Regions from separate parts of the Zea mays genome. Here region 1 is linked to region 2. Evidence: chromatin contacts called from public Hi-C data. All regions are on one chromosome and are shown on one strand. The core of a region is the stretch at or near the end of the contact, and the rest is flanking DNA. Distances in the headings are between cores, read along the strand shown. Region 1 holds the start of LOC100193913. Region 2 holds the start of LOC100384168.

Evidence for each region. A called contact is a pair of places that touch in the nucleus more often than the background predicts.
Region 1: a Hi-C map of leaf shows a contact between it and region 2, with 8 times the contacts expected there. The contact joins the promoter of LOC100193913 here to the promoter of LOC100384168 in region 2. A contact is called at or near these places in 7 of 25 Hi-C or Micro-C datasets (bundle sheath, ear and leaf) and 2 of 3 datasets of contacts at active chromatin or transcription factors (leaf and seedling).

What each region holds. Positions count from the first base shown.
Region 1 is chr3:222,332,380-222,338,592 of Zm-B73-REFERENCE-NAM-5.0, forward strand. It overlaps LOC100193913, which reads right to left and starts at 2,584. Exons shown (of 1, transcript NM_001363817.1): 1 at 1,848-2,584. The coding sequence starts at 2,331. The coding sequence ends at 2,026. It overlaps LOC100283041 (CTD-phosphatase-like protein), which reads right to left. Exons shown (of 7, transcript NM_001412291.1): 4 at 5,190-5,292; 5 at 4,467-4,970; 6 at 3,904-4,241; 7 at 3,151-3,622. The coding sequence ends at 3,461.
Region 2 is chr3:222,133,449-222,140,505 of Zm-B73-REFERENCE-NAM-5.0, forward strand. LOC100384168 reads right to left here and starts at 5,587. Exons shown (of 10, transcript NM_001362246.1): 1 at 5,414-5,587; 2 at 2,783-3,037; 3 at 2,497-2,712; 4 at 217-2,407; 5 at 1-143. The coding sequence starts at 2,989.

The DNA.
Region 1 (6,213 bases), core at 1,334-3,833, 200 kb after region 2:
GAGGATCAAGGACAGTAAAAGACCTTAGCATTAGGCGGACGACGTCGTGGTCCGTCCATCGCGTGCTTCCATAGCTTCTTATCTTGTTGACAAGGGTCTTGAGCCGGTTGTACGTTTGGGTTGGCTCTTCTCCCCTTATCATAGCGAATCTCCCGAGTTCGCCCTCCACCAACTCCATCTTGGTGAGCATTGTGACGTCATTCCCCTCAGAGAGATCTTGAGGGTGTTCCAAATTTGCTTGGCGTTATCCAAGCCGCTCACTTTGTGGTATTCATCCCTGCACAATGAAGCTAGAAGAACAGTAGTAGCTTGTGCATTTTTATGAATTTGCTCATTAATGAACATGGGACTATCCGTACTATCAAAGTGCATTCCACTCTCTACAATCTCCCATATACTAGGATGGAGAGAGAACAAGTGACTACGCATTTTGTGACTCCAAAATCCGTAGTCCTCTCCATCAAAATGAGGAGGTTTACCAAGTGGAATGGATAATAAATGAGCATTTGTACTTTGAGGAATACGAGAGTAATCAAAAGAAAAGTTCGAATTGACCGTTTTCTTTTTCTCGTAGTCGTCGTCGTCCTTTTGGGAAGAAGAAGATTCGTCGCTGTCGTAGTAGATGATTTCCTTGATGCGCCTTGTCTTCTTCTTCTTCCCGTCTTTGCGCTTGTGGCCCGAGCCCGAGTCGGTAGGCTTGTCATCCTTCGGCTCGTTGAAGATAGACTCCTTCTCGTTGTTGTTGACCACCATCCCCTTTCCCTTAGGATCCATCTCTTCGGGCGATTAGTCCCTTCTTGAAGAAAACGGCTCTGATACCAATTGAGAGCACCTAGAGGGGGGGGGGGTGAATAGGTGATCCTGTAATACTTAAAACTTAAGCCACAAAACTTGGTTAAGTGTTAGCACAATAATCACCAAGTGGCTAGAGAGGAGTCTCAACAAAACACAATAACCACAAAGATATCAATCACAGAGATGGCACGGTGGTTATCCCGTGGTTCGGCCAAGACCAACGCTTGCCTACTCCACGTTGTGGCGTCCCAACGGACGAGGATTGCAATCAATCCCTTTCAAGCGGTCCAAAGACCCACTTGAATACCACGGTGTTTTGCTTTGCTTTTCTTAATCCCGTTTGCGAGGAATCTCCACAACTAGGAGTCTCTCGCCCTTACACTTGAAGTTCACAGAGAAGCACGGAGTAAGGGGGGGATTAGCAACTCACACAAGACACAAAGATCACAGCAAATACGCACACACAAGACCCAGACTTGAGCTCAAGAGACTAGCACACTAGAACGGAGCTCAAATCACTAGAATGTCGAACAAGTGCGCAAGAATAGAGTGTGAGTGATCAAGAGTGCTCAAGGTATGCTTGGTATTCTCCTCCATGCGCCTAGGGGTCTCTTTTATAGCCCCAAGGCAGCTAGGAGCCGTTGAGAGCAATCTGGGAAGGCAATTCTTGCCTTCTGTCGTCTGGCGCACCGGACAGTCCGGTGCACACCGGACACTGTCGGGTGCCTGATTTCTTTCCTTACATGGCGAAACCGACCGTTGGCAGACTTGGAGCCGTTGGCGCACCGGACAGTCCGGTGCCCCCTTCTAGCCGTTGGCTTGGCCACGTGTCCCGCGCAGATCGCGCGGCCGACCGTTGGCTCACCGGACAGTCCGGTGTACACCGGACAGTCCGGTGAATTATAGCCGTACGTCGCCGGTGAATTCCCGAGAGCGGCCACTTCGCTCGAACCAGCCTGGCGCACCGGACACTGTCCGGTGCACCACCGGACAGTCCGGTGCTCCCAGACTGAGCAGATTCTTGGCTGCTCGAGCCAAGATATTTCCAATTAGATTTTTCCTGTTTCCAGCACTTAGATACAATACATTAGTCCATAAAACAATGTACTAAGTCTGAGAAACATACCTTTATCCTTGGTTTGTACTTTGTCCACCATTTTACACTTAAGCACTTGTGTTTGAAACTAAATCACCAAAATACTTAGAAATGGCCCAAGGCACATTTCACTTTCAATACAGTCTCGTGAAACCGATGGGTGGAGGAAACCCGAGAGAGACTGACACCCCAACTACGAGCTCAATAGGTGCTTTAGGAGAGCTGAGACCGTGAAGGACGGCAACGACAAAGATAGCGTGGGCGCGATGGGCACCACCGGAGCACCCGTAGCTAAAGCCAACAACCAAGGCAGCAAGAACCCCCACTCCCAGTAGCTTCGCGCCCGTGCCCGCGGCGGCAGCAATGGGCAGCCATGTGGAGGGCAGTGGTGGTGTGAGGTCGTAGACGGTGGCAGGGGCGACACCGAGGCGCCCTCCCATGCTCCCGTGCGTGGTGGCATAGTAGGGACAGGAGGGGGAGCCACGATCCGGACCTATGGTAGGACCCCGAGCAATCCGACGTGGGCATTGGCGGCCTATGGTCCGTGCGACCAGACGTTGGCGGCGGGGGTGATGGGAGAGGGAGAGGGGGGGATCTCGCCGGGGATGGCTGGCCGGCACCGACCGCTGCAGCCTGCAGGCGACGTCACATGGGAGGAGAGGGGAGGGGGAGAGAAAAGAAAACACTAGCTCTACAACATATTGAAGGAGTGAATAAGTTAATAGCCTATAGGGCAAGAATACATATAAGCCCAAGGGGCAAAACATCAAAAACACAAAACTCTAAACAGGATTGATAGCTGATTTTAGTAAAGGGAGAAAATAACCCAAAAAAATTACATCAAACCCGGCTAAACATTATCCTAACTCCACTAGATTCCTTCAAAACAAATAAAGCGACGAGTTTTGACTGGAATTTGTTGAAGTGTATAAGTGGATTGATTACCTTTTAGCATCAGCTTACACTTTTGGTTTGAACTAGTTAGTGTGTCCACACTAACATGGTATCAAAGACAGAGGTCTCAAATTTGAATCCTATCAGTAACTTTATTTATGGTTCCACCATTTTATTTCCATGTTTACGTCTTTCTATAAATGGATTGACTAATGTTGGAGTGTATAAATGAATTGACTAATGTTGAAGTGTACAAATGGATTGACTAATGTTGGAGTGTATAAATGGATTGGCTAACTTTTTCTATTAAATTAAACTGGTTAGTGCATACGTCCTAACATAATTCACGTTATTATGAACAGAAGCACGGCTTCCTGCTCGAGCCGTCCTCATGAGCAAAATTGCACTCAGATCACTTTATTCAGCACTATTGTTCGTCTCTGTACAATGATCTGTGACACGGAACACCGAAGGGACATACACACACAAGCCATTTTCATCGACGACCGCAGTTTATGCTTGCTATTTGTAACAGCTAACATAACATAAATGGTGAATCTTGATCCTATACCTAACTTCCCAAGAATGGCCTGCACCGTGTGGAGCGAAGCTAACTTCAGCGAGAGGTTCACTGGATTAATTCCAGTGAACCTCTCCAGCTCTCCAGGACTATTTCTACTCAGGTTTGTCATGGAAGGCCTTCGAAATTATTGGCCTCACGTCATCTGAGTCCACGAGGCTCTCCAGGAACGGGAGTAACTCGATTAATTCCTGGTCTGCGGGGTCATCAAACCAGCTCTTAATTGGTATGCCGTTATCCACTTGCAACTGGAAAACCTGGACAAAGAAATGCTTCATTAATTAACAAAAAATAATGAATACATATATAGTATGTAAATATTTCATATAGCAAAAAGGCTCTGATGAAAAGATAGTTTAGTTCTTGCCACCTCTAGCTCAGAAGGAAATAGATACATGCCAGGAGACCAATATATCACAGCATATAGTGCTAGACTAGACTTACCAGAGATCAAGATAGAAGTAACAAGGGAAATGCATCTGCCAGAACAGATAATCGATAAAGCACAAACTTTGTATACATTGGAAAGGGATTCTACCTGTGGAGTATTGTCAACTATTGCAACTTTCGCCAAGTCGATCCCCAAGATTGTCAGATCCTTTGTATAGCAACCGTCAGAGAATATACAAGATTCACGATAAATACGCCGTGAGATATATTTTCCATCAGGATCAAGTTTATCTATAAGTTGCTCAGCATAGATTCTCTGACTAGCTGTGAAAATGACAAGCTCAAACATCTGAGCAACCTTCTCAAGAAACACTTTCAGGTAAGGCCTTTTCTTCACATACACTGTGTGATTTTTCATATTGAAGAAAACTTCTAGGGTAAAATCAGCACTGTCGCACTGATCCAATGTTGAATGTACAAGAGTCTCTGCATATGAGAAACCGTTAGACTATCATACAAAGAATACTGGAGTAAAAATGTTTATATTACAACTGAATTTCACATTCCTGATCATGACATGCAAATAACATAAAATATTAACTAAAACATAATAATAACATGCCAGTAGCTAGTGAACATATACTGAAAAGTACCAGGAATTTAAAAGAAACATTCAAAAGTAATATTCCATGTGAAGTTAGTACTGCTTACCGTCCAAATCAAGCACAAGAGTCACATGTTTTGTTCTCACTGGTGTTTTCAGTAAGTGGTTGGGCGAGTCAACATCCATTAAATCAGGCAGACATCTAGAAAGTAGCTTTTGATCTAGATATTCAGTTTCAACATCTCCTGCGTCAGAGCTACTTTCAGTTTCTGAATCTGTTGGTTTTGTACGAAGGTATAAGGATGTTTCATCAGGGTCCGTTGTGACATTGTCTGCCAGAACCGCATCATCACTGTTACTGAGTTTTGGTGTATCATCTAGAGACAGACGAGCCACGGGCCACTCTACCATGTCAACTAAATTCATACAATCATTGTAGGAAGTACTAACTTCATTTGTAAAACCCATCAAACTATCAAATTGGAGAGCCGAGAAGTTTTCTGAGACATAGAAGTCCAGAACATCCCAAACTTGTAATTCAGTTGTGGTATTGTATCCTTCATCATTGCCACCAAGAATCAAGTGAAGGAGCTCAGTGCTTTCATCCATTGCTGCAATTGACAGATAATGAAAAGAAAAGTCAATGAAGAATTATCAGGGCCTTCAGCAACCAAATATCAGATAGATGGCCAATAATTGGATGAACTAAAAAAACACAAACTGATAAAAAGTACAAATGTCAGCAGCCAAGACATCCAATACAGGAATGTAAATTTATAGACACCTGAAGTCAAGTTGCCACAGAAAACTTGGAAGCTAAGCCGTGTTACCTGCAGCATTGTAGTTTATCTCTTTCAACTGAAGATCACTGCAGACTGGATCTGGTGACAGGATACTCTCAAGGTCTGATGACGATGGTACTTGTATTGGAACCTGAAAATTATTTTTGTAATAGGTTGAGTATTCAATACTGCATAACATCTCAAAACACATCGAAACAAAGATGCAGTACTGTAGGAAATTACATGATGATGCATTGATGCTTAGAAAGATCATCCCATTCACTTCTACTGATACACTATTGTTTCTAAGTAGAACACTCACAGCTTGATAATCGAGAGCACTAGCAGCTGCATCATGAAAACTCAGACCATTATTATCCAACTATTTGACTTGCATGATTAGTTATCAGAGCATAGTTTTATAATTTGCAATCACAAATACTGGTTTAACAAATCTCAGTGCTTGTTAGAGTATTGCGAGTTTTAGAAGTAAAATACTGTAATTGGCTTTGTCCTACCTCATCCTAACGCCTTTGTTATTTCCAAATGTAAGCTTTGTAAACCAGCACATTTCAAAATTAAATGTGGTTTTCTGAGTTTAACTTTTCTTTACTAGCAAAGAAAATTCTAAAAAACAACTGAAGCTTTTCATGATAGAGCTTATTAAATACTCCCTTCGTTCCAAATTGTAATTTGTTTTGGCTTTTTCTATATGCATAGATTTTGCTATGCATATAGTGTATATCTAGATACATACCAAAATTTTATGTATCTAAAACAACCAAAATGACTTACAATTTGGGATGGAGGGAGTAAAAAGAAAATCTAAGAGAACTGAATCCAAAATGATTTGATCGAGGGAAGTTGTTAGAAAATCTAACCATAGCTGCTGTGGTATTAGCTAGAATCAGTACGAAGTTCAAGAACTGGGCTTTTTGGTTGGACGACGTCGAATAATAATAATAATAATAATTTAGTACTACTACTACTATCATGGTGTTGTGTCAAAGCTGGTTTGTGTTTTCTTTTTCCATTCTTCTTCCATTTTTGAAACTTTAGCGATGCAACTATG
Region 2 (7,057 bases), core at 4,337-6,836:
CCTTCGCAAGCCCTGATCATCTAGAGGGGCTGGTGCTGGAAAATGTTTCCGACTGTCTTCGGTATTATCATGTCTTTCAGGATACGCTGCACCCCCTGAAGCGTTGAACCCCTCACCACCAAAGTCATTGCTGTTCAACATTCCTGAATAAATGGAAGTTAGATCAGCATACTTGCAACAACAGAAGAAGTATTGGCCTATGACCTAGAGTATTACCAAGAGGACGTGGCTGACCCAAACGTTCAAGATCAAAAGAAGGCAACACTGCACCATGATGTCCAGGTAATGGGCCAACCAAACAAGGACGAATCATACCATCACCAGGTCTGATACCCCCAGGCTGTGGCATTGGCATCTGAATCTGGTTCTCTCCAAATGGCCTTGTTATCGTTCCAGAATGAAACACACCATATGGTTGTTGCAGCGGAGGACGGATATTTTCAGAGAAACCATGCATATGACCATGATTCGTCATATGCTGAGGAAGCATTTTATCTGGTCCAGATGGATGTGGTACCACACCTGGGGGCACATAAGAGCCCGGTGCCCCTGCATTTTGCAGTGATGCCTGTTGAAACAGTCGTCCTTTCTCATGATCAGTAGATGCATCTGAAGCCTTGTGATCTTTGCCTCCCTGCACAAGTGGGCCATGTGAATTGCCTGCCTGGTCAGTATTCCCATCCCTCCTAATTGAACCATCTAAATTGTGTGATACAATGCCAGTTTGCACTGCATCTTTTCTAACACCAACAAAACCATTGTGTTCGCTGTTCATGTTTTCATCACCCAATTGTGACTTTGTAGGTCTCATGACAACTGACTCAGGACCACTATTTTTATTTTCACCGACAGCAGCAATAGTTGCATTATCCAACTTCCCTGATTTTGAAGTATGTTTTTCAAGATCTAAAGGACCCTGCCCAATAGAGTGCCCAGCAGCAGGTGACTCAGTTCTAAGCATTGCTGGATGTTGCTGCTGAAATTGCTGTGTTGGTGCAAGATGGGCCATAGGTCTGCCAGCAGAAGTTTGAACATGTTGTCCAGTATTGCCAGTAACATGCTGTTGTGTATATGGCTGACCAGGTTGGGAATGCATCTGTTGTGATGAAGACATTCCTTGCTGGTATGATTGAACTGATTGTGAGGAAACAGATGAGTGCACAGACAATCCCTGTGGTGGTGCTTGGGAAGGAATGTTGGAATACATTGTTGGCCACTGAGCATGAAACCCAATATGTTTTTCATGTTGTGATGTATGTTGAATTCCCTGGGCCTGAGGATGCTGCAAAGCTGGCTGATGGCCTGACGATGGAGGACGCATCGGTGCAGGATGATGAGAAACATGTGTTTGTTGGTGGGACACATGTACAGGTTGCATCAAAGCACCTTGGGTTTGCTGCTGTGCATATGTAGTATTCTGGGAGTGCATATGATGTGTCTGTTGAGGATAGACCTGAGATTGTGGGTAAGCTTGCTGCTGGACATGTGGAGGCTGTAGCTGAACTTGAGAGTTTAGCTGCATCTTAGGTTGAATATTTTGCTGTAGGGGTAAAGCTTGCATATGTGGATGTTGTTGATGTGCAACAATATGTTGCTGCTGCGGAGGTTGAGCTTGTACATGTGGCTGGACCTGATACGCCATTGCTTGAGTCGCAAATTGCTGATTACCAACTTGAGTAGGAGCAGATGGATGTGCTGCAGATTGTACTTGGAGACCAGATGGTTGGAGAGGAACTTGACTTGGTTGGACCTGTGGAACTTGGGCTGACTGAATTGGTTGATGAAGCTGCGACTGACCTGAAGGTGCTTGAACATGGGAAATATGAGGGTGACTTTGGGGTCGGGGTTGAACTGGATGCTGTTGAAGCTGTGGCTGACTCGTCAATGGATGGACCTGGGGCTGACTTTGGGCTTGCATCATCACCTGGGAGGACTGAACTTGAGGCTGAACATAAGAAGCAGGTTGTGCAGATCCTTGCACCACATTTTGGGATGGTACTTGCATTGGAGGTTGCATGTATTGCTGATATGCCTGCTGGTATTGGTCATATTGTTGATGTTGCTGCATGTAAGGGTTGGATCCAGGGTGCTGCTGCTGGTAGTATTGCGAGTATTGGAGCTGCTGCTGCTGCTGGTACCACTGCTCAGCTGTTGGAGTTTGGGAAGCAGAAATAGATGAAGCTGAAGAAGGCACAGCTGCTGTGGTTGCACCAGCTGCCCCTCCTGTTGCTGCTGCAGAATCTGTTACAGCTGTGGCTGTAGTTGAAGATGGCTTTGTTAGGGTTGTAGCTGCAGCTGCAGCAGATCCAGCTGAGGCAAGTGATGAATCTTGGATGACTGGCTGAGTTGTTGCCGTTGCCAGCTGCACCTGACTACCATCAGCTTGTTGTGTTTGAGATTGTAAGCCCTGCAAATAACAAAAAAAGGTAAAAAGAAATCGTCACTTACAGCATAGTTCTAGACATCCATAAGAAGTTACTGAAGGTATGGACATACATGGCAGACTTGAGCATGTTCTTGCACTTGACGATGCACAATTTGTGTCCCACAACGATTGCAAACAACAGGAGAGTTCCCATATGCACAAGCAGTACCATGTGTGACACAGGCAGATAGCTCTCCATGCCATTGGCATCCACTCTTATTATACAGGCAATAGACCGCGACTTTGCCAATAGTCTCAGCAAGGGTTTTATTTGATTCCACAAGAGGCTGTAGATTGCAAAATATGTAGTAAGACGAGTGCCATTACTTCACTACAAAACTCATTGGATATGCATACCTTGGAATCAGCTTCTGTTACAAGGTATCCATCATAAGGACAAGCTTGTGTGGTTGCCACTACATATGCCAAGCAGGATTTGCAGTAGAGATGTGTGCATTGAGTTTGTAGGGCCTCATTCGGATATACAAGTGTCCGGCAAACAGGGCAGAAATATTCACCAGGAAGGGATTGAATACTCAAGATGCATTCATTATCAAACCCCATTGCTGAAACTTGTTAAAATTTGCCCAGTGTCCCAGTCAAATATCAAGCCTGCACAAATAAATGAATAAGCCTAAATGCTGCATATGCGCTATGTGCTGAAAAGAAAAGAAACAGAAACCCAACAAAAAAATGCATGTCAACGATTCAGGAAATGGCAAAAAAAACATAAATACTTCATTGACAAAAACTTCTTGATAAGGCAGCAAGTTACAAACAGGTGGCAGTCACTCTACAATGACAGCATAAGCACACACAGAAAGGAAAAAGATTGAACTTAAAACGCACTACATATTACAAAGTATATTCATTTATTCAAACAGCTTGTACAATATAATTCCAAATATAAACTCAGTAAAAATGTTTCCTAGGCTAAAGCTATCAGGCTAGTGTTGGCAACTAATAAAAACACTTGATATGCACAGCACAAAAAAAATGATGGCAGCTAATAAATGCAGCAAAAGAACAACATCAGAAAAAAGACCAGTCAACCAATATTATGGAAGGCCAATAGCTAGCTGCTACCTCACCTACCTCCTGCCTAGCAATTACCTGCCATGTAACCTGTTTAGTTGCTATCAGCGCTAAGCACCACTCCACCCCTGCGGCCCTGCCTAGCACATTATAGTGAATAAAATAATATCTCCCCGGACCAAAGAATCGGCCCCTGCCAAGTTCAAGGACCGCCCGTGAAATTTTGGCAAACAAAGCAAGCAGCCAAGCTTGAGTCAAGATTGAGGATGAACTCCTGGCTGCTGCTGCTTGAGAACAAGGAAGTGAGTTCGTTCCTCATGCCCATCCTCAAGCAGTCAATCTGAAGCAGCAGGAGTGGTCCTTCACGCTCCAGGTGCCGGTTAAAGGACCTGGTGACTTCAAATTAAGGCATCATCAAGAGACTAAAAACAGCAACAAGCCCACAGTCCTGAATTTTCAGGGTACACACCACTGCAACTAACTAAATTCGCGTACTACCCACTCAAGATTATTGTGACAGGTTAGTTAGTGAATTACAGCTAGTAGCTAATAATTTGGTCAAGTTAAGAACAGCACATGTATGAATATTTTTCCCTTATATCATTAGTAAGCACTAGATAGCTGTGAAGCGTGACTTGTATTACTTCATAATGGCTTAACAACCAGCAAAAGAATGATTCTTCTCTTGAAAGGGAAAACACTATGAACCTATTTTGACGAGCTAGCTATAAAATGTCACTAGATGGAACCAGAAACAAAGGTCTACACTATGTGGTTCCCGTAATCAGTGGCAGAGCTTCTGCAGGCCAATAGGGATCATGGACATCCCTGAACTTCTGTGAATTCTATTAGTTTCAATCATTTGGCTCAACAACAATAAAAGAGTAGTATTGTTCTTCGATGATTAGACCCTCCTGGGTTTAGGTCCAAGCTATGCCACTGCTTGTAGTGATATACATCTATAAAATACATAGCGAAAGTATGCTTTTGTGCAACTATTTTCTAGGCAATGCTACCCTTAATCATTTTTACACGTCTAAAAGAGGTGCCTAACAGATGTCATCATGCAAGGGCATCATCTATCCCATTCTAAAAAGCTTTCAATAATGGGTAGATAGGATAAGTGCCTCCTCAGTATCATTCAGATTAAATCGAATTCTAAAGGTCACACATCTAAAAGATGGGCTTTTAGACTAAATAAATTCACATGACGCATAGGTAGGATAAGTACCTCCTCTGTATCATTCAGATATTCAATAATGGATTCACACACATAGGTTTTCGAATTCTAAAGGTCACATATCTAAAAGATGGAATTTTAGACCAAATAGAATTCACATGACGCGTAGATAGGACAAGTATCTCCTCTGTATCATTCAGACATTCAATAATGGATTTGTACACGTGGAATTTTTTTAAAAAAGAACCTTGTGATGTGACCATGGAAATAACAGGATTTTGCATGCTATATAGGGGGTGTTTGGTTCTGTGGACTAAAGTTTAGCCCGGGTCACATCAAGCGTTTGACTTTCAAATAGGAGTATGAAATATAGACCCAACCAACTGTACTAGATTCGTCTCACTTTTTAATCTTCGGCTGAGAAATTAGTTTTATAATCCGACTACATTTAATACCCCGAACGGAGGTTCAAACATTCGATGTGATAGGGGCTAAATTTTAGCAGGGGCAAACCAAACACCCCCATAGAACCTTCACATCCAATCCAAGTATGCCTATTAGAAATAGAAATGGCACCCTTGCTGCCCCATCTATCCGATTCTCGCGCACCAGCAACTCGGTCTACTGCTGTCAGTAATCAATCACAGATCAAATCCACAAAAATCAAACCCTAACACCGATGCAGCAAACAAATCAACAGACCAAGCACCGGGTGTGAGTCTTGTACCCAAACCTCAGTCAATACTCAGAGGTAGAGGTGGAACGATCCTAACCTTAACGAGGTAGAGGCCGAGAGCTACTGGTGGGCGTGAGGATAACGTGGGAGCGGAGGTTCGCGGCGTTGAGGATGATACGGCGCCTCGTCAGGATCCCGTAGGAAGTTGAGGATGGCGGCGATGTAGGCAGCGGCGCACTAAACCCTAGACCCTAGTCTCCATGGTAGATGCGAGCGCAGAGCGAGCAGACGAAAGAAGACGCTCGGGGGTCGGGGATGCCGGATGGGGCCGAGTGGCCTTGTTCGTTCGTTTAGGCCATTCCCAACCGGGATCGTGGCCCGATCCGGCGATCCCCGCGGATGCACCTGACAATATCGGCCCACGATAGAAGTTACGTTCGGTTAGGCCACGTGGGTTTTATGGCCGGATCGATTCCAACCAGAACCTCACAGGTTCTCATGGCAATTGATGGAATTCGGATCAGCAAATGTCCATTCGTAACTATATTTTACAATCAATATTTACTAGTGACCATACACGCGCAGAAATTTATATCCATATTTTTCTCATCGGATTTTGGAGGAGTTATAGATATACGTTGATATGACTGACGCAATCATCTTTCAACAATTCAATAGTATAATTAATTATTTTTTTCTCAATTCACTATCGTACACAATTAAAATGCAATAAAAATTAATATGGACTTATGGGTCGGCTGGAGTTTAGAAGGGGCAACTGCTGGCTGTGTTGTGGCCTATGGAAATTGGAAGGAGGCACGACACATGAAGCTAGTAAGACCAACTTCAGCAACGTCGCCCTCCGTATCTGTATCCTAGGGAGCGCCTGTGGGGGACGGATATCCCCGGGTCCACCAGAAGGATAAGAGACCTCACGAGAGGCCCGTGGGCCCAATAATTCGCAAGGTCATCACTTCGTGGGCCTAGGGAGGAACGTCTAGTGAAGCGGATTGACACAAGACTAGATCGACGCAAGCCCAGACGACCTGATGAATTCGAGCAGTGATCACAACAGTGACCCGACCTTCCAGCGCAGGGGCCTCATACATCAGAACCGAGCGAGGATGGGTCGGCTGAATTATAGGAAGATAGACTCAGTCAGTTCACTATTACTTAGGCACATGTCGTTATCATATCCGCATGTAACACCCCACGGTCGAGTATATAAGGCCTAGGGGCACCCTTTCAAAAAGAGAGACATCACTACTTAGCCATCCACCTGGCCCTCTACGTTTCCAACACTAGAGAGCCTCCTTGTAACCCACCACATAAAGTACTCGCATCAGGACGTAGGGTATTACGCATCTCCAAGCGGCTCGGACCTGTATAAAACTGTCCACTGCCTCTCGTGCATTAGCACGAACCATCGAGCTACAGTCGGTAACACCGGCCTACTCCAAAAAGCACCTTAAGGGGCAACCCCGGGTGCGCAGTCGGACCCAAAACACCGACAGCTGGCGCGCCAGGTAGGGGGGGTGTCACCGATCCAAGCTAGCTCAATGGTCGTCACCTTCCAGCACAAGATCATCCTTCGTACCGGGTCTGTGTTCTGCTTCGGAACTATCTCATCTGTAGCAGATGAAGAGGGAACTCTGCATCGCATCGCGGATCCACCAGAAAGAAAGTCTTCCTCAAAGATCTCCAAGAAAATCGGAGCGAAGCAGGAAGAAGCGCAACCTCC